2 separate regions of the Bos taurus genome follow, and region 1 is linked to region 2. The links are chromatin contacts, called in public Hi-C maps. All regions are on one chromosome and are shown on one strand. The core of a region is the stretch at or near the end of the contact, and the rest is flanking DNA. Distances in the headings are between cores, read along the strand shown.

The links. A called contact is a pair of places that touch in the nucleus more often than the background predicts.
Region 1: a contact with region 2 is called in a Hi-C map of skeletal muscle, with 4 times the contacts expected there. The contact joins the promoter of APBB2 here to the enhancer-like site in region 2. A contact is called at or near these places in 3 of 11 Hi-C or Micro-C datasets (liver and skeletal muscle).

Annotation. Positions count from the first base shown.
Region 1 is chr6:60,094,278-60,097,040 of ARS-UCD2.0, reverse strand. APBB2 (amyloid beta precursor protein binding family B member 2) reads left to right here and starts at 1,262. Exons shown (of 17, transcript NM_001076847.1): 1 at 1,262-1,387.
Region 2 is chr6:60,015,763-60,018,462 of ARS-UCD2.0, reverse strand. All of the region lies in intron 1 of APBB2 (amyloid beta precursor protein binding family B member 2), which reads left to right. Among named protein-coding and RNA genes, the nearest start is that of APBB2, 79 kb to the left of the region's middle. Within about 2 kb of position 1,437, at least 41 of the 102 cell types and tissues checked have an H3K27ac peak or open chromatin away from gene starts, as enhancers often do. A contact at or near this core is called in skeletal muscle, where this site is marked.

The DNA of each region.
Region 1 (2,763 bases), core at 13-2,512, 79 kb before region 2:
TTCTGTCCACCTCGCTGGTCTAAGCTCTATGAAAGCAGGGGTCTGGGCTTTTTTATTCACTGCTATCCCTAAGCTAACTGTAAGATTTTGTGGGTCCTCAGTAAATTCATGATGTTGAAGGAAAAAAGTAATGCGGGCCCCAACCACATAGAGTCCTCTCATGAAGAATAGGGACCAGTGAGTTTGCTGTTTGAAGGACTGCATTGTGGAGGTTTAGGGAAGAGGATGACAGGAGCAGCCATTACCTTGTAGTTATTAGTCAATTACTTTTAGCATAGTCCTCCTGAGGGAGATAAGAAAGGAGGTAAGAAAGACTTTTGTGTATGTGTGGAGCAGTAGTTCCCAAAGCGTGGTCTTCAGACCAGCATCACCTCGGAAGCCGTTAAATGTACAGACGCTTGGGCGCACCACAGACCTACCCATTCCGAGATTCTGTTAAGTAATCTGAGTTTCCATAAACACTCAGGATATTCTGATGGAGGCTCAAGTTTGACAATCACTGCACTGTTGAAGAGCAATCCTAAAGATGCTTTGGGGATGTTATTCAGTGTCTGGGGGCAAAAAACTGATTGCTACTTGGTATTCTTTCTTATCAGGATCTTGCTCGTCTGAGTTTTAGTTAATATTCCTGGAGGGGAAAGGGAGATTATGCTTTCCCTCTCTTGCAGGTGTGTTCCTCCCTTGAGGTGCTCTTGCTGTGATTTTCACATGGAGAAATGGTGTGTGTGTGTTCACGCGCCATATGCCTGGGTTTCTAGATAAGGAGGCAGAAGGAAGGAGAAGGTCTCGCCCACAAAGTTGCAGCTGGATGGGCGTGGGCAGCTCTCATCTGAGGACATTTTCCCGTTATAAGGGGATGCAGACGTGTGGGAGAAAAGACTAGCCAGGGATAAGGTTACCCAACTGCCTTTTGGTGCAGACAGACACCGAGCCACAAGGAGGGGATGCCGGGCTACCTCGCGTTGGGTCTTGACGTTCTGGCCCGCCTTGTCTCCTTGCCATCTTCTCGGATGATTAGGGGACTGTGAGTTCGAAAGGCCCCGAAGCCTCTGCCTGCAGGGGTCGCACTAGGAGCGCGGCCCGCCCCCTCCTCCTCGGCCCCCGCCCCCGGCCCCGCCTTTCTCGGGATCGGCCCCCGCCCGGTCAGGCCCCTCCAGCCTCTCCGCGCAGCCGCCGCCAAAGCCTGGAGAAGTGGAATCTCGCCGGCGCCGCTCCCTGCGCGGGACTGGCGGAGCGGCACTGGGCATGCTCAGTCGCCGGAGCCCGTCCTGGTCTCAAGTAGGAAGCTCGTGCGCTGCTCCCGCAGCTGATCCTGACGCTCCCGGCAGGGCGAGACTGGAGCAGAGCTGCCGGGCGCCGGAGCGGAGGCGAGCGCCGCGTACTGCCGGTGAGCACAGCTTTCTTCCTTGCTTTTACTCTGGATCCCGGGGCGGCCCGGGAGTGCTGGGGAGAGACTCGATCAGCCGCAGCGGCGTGGGGCTAGTGGCGGCGCGTAGCCCGGGCGGCTGCTCCTCTCCTCGCGGCCCCGAGGGCAGCGCGGCCACTGCCACTCGCCCAGCCGCAGCCACAGCTGCAGCAGCTGCCACAGCATCTGCAGCAGGCGTTCGCTGCGGAGTCTCGTGTGTCCCGCTCCCGTGCCGCAGGGCCGGGTGGCACGGCGATTGCGGGCTCACTCCTTGACTCCATCCCTTTGGCTTCTCGGCGCCCTCTTTCCCTCGGCAGCCGGGGCTTGGCAGGGCCTGAGGCGGGGGAGACAGGGTGGGAGGGGGTGCGCCGGGCGGTCTGCGGAGGGGAAAAAGCGAGGGTGGGAGCCGGCGGGGAAGAGCGCACACCCCCTTGCCTTGGCACCGGCCTCCGCTGTGCGGCTGGGCTCTCCCTCCACCAGCGGCAGCGCACTCCTGCCGGGAGTTGAAGACCGGGATGGATTCTAGGGGGTTCAGAGCCTAGCCGCTGGGAGATCAAAGGGGGAAAAGTTCATTTCCCTCTCGGAGGCAGGGAGCATTTTAACTAGAAAATGGCTGTGCGAAGGGGACCGAATCAGGGAAGCTGATCCTGAAATCCACTTTGCTGCCCGCCGGACAGAATGGAGGGTTGAACGCTAGAAATGACATTTGTGTGTTGAAAACATTGCTGGACGGAGGAGGGATGCGGAGTGCCATAGAAACAATCAAAGGTGATCTTGACATCGGCGAAGAGGTCTAGAACTGAGGGGTCGGGGCTAAGGGTCGAAGGACCGCAGGGCCTGAATTTAAAAAAAGCAAAAACCATTGAAGAAATCAGACAGAGTTGTGGCCGTTTTGTGGTTAAGTTCAGGGCAGTTTAGAGCCATGACTGTCCCAGACTGTTTTGGATGGATTGAGTGGTTGGGGAGGGCCAAACACTGAGAGGAGAATAAGGTCAGTGTCAGAAGCTCAGACAAGACTCGGCTCCGTTTTGATTAGAAGTCCCTCAGTCACTGGCTTTACATTGTGCCTGATGACTTAGGTAAAATACTCAAAGGATTCTCTTAAAATGATGCCAGCAATCATATCTGAATTCCAAGAAATGGGGAAACTTTGTGAGGTTGGCATTGGTTTGTTCTTTGTTTTAATATTTCACTGATTTAAAAAGCAAACAGTGGCATCCTGATCTGTTGTTCTGGATTGGGGGCTCTTAAGTCTTTGGTTTATTTTTCTTGTCATGAATTTATTTTTCACATCTTGTCCTCAAATGGCCATGATAATTAAGAGTGCATTCGGGTAGCTGGGCGTTCAGGAAGGCGGG
Region 2 (2,700 bases), core at 188-2,687:
TTTCTGAGATGCTGGAAATATCAGAAATGGCGTGTGGCAGTGTTTACCAAGGGCTCTGCTCCTGTGAAATCTTAAGTGACATCAGGACATTTTTAATAAGTGACAGTTGTATAGCGTGGCTAGTGATAGAGAAATTTAGATGCATTAGTTAAGGGAGAGGAATAACTATGTTATTGTTTCTTTGTGACAGGTTTGCAAAATCAGTAAAAATTTCTTGTTCCTAGAAAAGTAGTTGTTCAACCCTGGGGGTGTTATTGGACACTTGGGTTTTGAACTTCTAAATGAAGAATTACAGAGTTCAGATAAATGAAGTCTTTTTAATTTTAGCTCTTATTCTTCAGATAAAAGGAAGCCCACAAATGAGGCTAATATATTATATTGGTATTCCATTTCTGATTCGTGTTCCCATACTGTTTAGTAAGAAAAACCTTATTTAAAAATATTCTGATTCTAAAAATGATACATATTAATTGTATAAAACTTGGAAAAACACTAAGATGTAAACACAAATATGTCTAATTCCATGATCCAGAAATAGCCATTATTGTTCATGCTTTGAAATCTTTAGATTATATACACTCAATTTGTAGAACAAAACTGGGATTACACCACAGATAGATACCTTGATATCTTGCTTTTTTCCTGCTGTGTTCCTTTTGAAATTATTTTTGCCACAGAGGTTTCAAACGAAGATGGAGATTAATGTAATATTATGCTTGGCACACTTGTGTCAGGGTCTGTGACTTACAGAAATAGAATTGTGGACCTAGTATCTGAAAATAACATGTGTTTCATTCTCTCTTGAATCAATATTTGATGTGTATTGATGCTGTCATAACTAGTACTATCACTAAGAAAGACTTTTTAATCTGTTCTTAATTGTTCACTAATTGCTTTTATAAGATTCCCTCATTTTTCTGTTTCTGAATTCAGTGAGCCTAAGTTATTTTAGCAGTTTTTCTGGATGCCTTGATTCTTCAAGCTGGAGCATAGTAGGTAGTGTGGGCCAGGGTGCAGGTTTGGCCTGAAGCAGGATAGTTAAGTGATTCCTTTTGCCTGAACATATTATACATTTGATAATATTTATGATTCACTTGAATATTGGTTTTCATACATCATTTTCCTCTATTAGGAAATGAAAGATGATTAGTTTCTCCTTTGGGTTATTTAGCCTGTGAACTTTTCTGCTACACTATTCACTTTGCATTGAAAATACATTCTAAATCCTATACCACACTGGAATTTTTTGTGACCTTTCCCTTGTGTGTCTTTCGGTGGTGCCCTTTGAAGTCCTGAAATGCTTTTGTATTTGACTGAGATTAAATCTGGGTTTCATTTTTCTTTTTTAAAACATATTGAGCAAGTTAATTTTCTGTTCGGGTTCCTAAGGGGAATGATCCCAGCCCTCTGTGTCCCAAGAATTCAGTCCGAGCCTTGCCAGAACATTCCTGTGGTTTTCCACAGGGCAGATCAGTGTGTTCATGAAATTTTAGTTGTAGCTTGTGTTTTCTGTGGTTAATTAAAACATCTGGCTTTTAAATTTTCCACAAACAGAGCATAAGCATTTGGCCAAACCTTTTTAGTAATAATTAAACACTTCAATCCTCCCCCTCAGAATAACCCAAACTTGTAAGGTATCTTTAGGAGACCTTATAAACTGTTGTCTCTGTTCATTAATGATTTTAAACATTTGGACGATGCTGGGAGTTCTCCTGCCAGACATACAGTTCTGAGAGAGAGCGTGTTTGTGACTGTGAATTCCTCTAATGGATTCCGGCCTTCGCCCCCCTCCAGGTTGGAGCTGCTGTGGGTGAGCTGCTGCCGTCTGTAGCCAAGCATGCTGTGGTTGGATCTGCCCAGCCGGGGAACAGAAATGTTTGCTGGATGGAAAATCCATAAAAGAAAGCTCCTGTGAAAGCCTGAGACAGACGATAACTTAAGCAAGATCAGGTTGGTATAAGATCAGAGAGGCTGGGTAAAGTGGATTGGATCACATGGGGAAGGCGGTTTTGTTATTTCATGCAGTGTTTTTGAGACAACCCTAAATAATCATTCCCAGTTATTTGAGGGATTCCTGGCTGTTGTACAAATGGCAGATAGCCTGGCAAACTTCTGTATATGGTGTATAGTTATCCTCCTTTCTTTGTTTTCCTTTCCCCTCTCCTCTGTCCCATCTTCTCTCTCTCAGAGAAGAGAGGAAGGTCTTAAGGTTAGCAAATGTACAACAAACCATGACCAGAGGTCACCTGTAATCACTCCTTGATCTTGGCTTTATTTTGGGGAGAAAGCCTGGACTTGTCCTGAGACTCTCAGAGACTTTCCCTCATGTGTGTTTCCACACCAGAAAGGGTGGATTGTGGAGACCTGCCCCATTTTGAGGGAGGCGGGGTACTTCTGTGTGTGTTCCTTTGGTTTGCTTGGCAAATTTTTGCCTACTCTTAAATCTCTCTCCAAACAAAAGCTAGCAACACACTCGTTTTCAACAGTGTGTGCACTTGGTGTTGAGATACCCAGGACAAAGGAGAAGAAATGTCCTGAAAACAATAGGAATGTAACTAAATGCAAGATAGCCTCACTGAGAAGCAGGGGAAGGAAACTGCATAGCCCGCCTCACAGGTGGCAGTAAGGTGGGAAAGAATTCATTCTGAGAAAGAATGTCATACAGGGACAGACACTGAAAACACTTTGTATTCAGTGTTC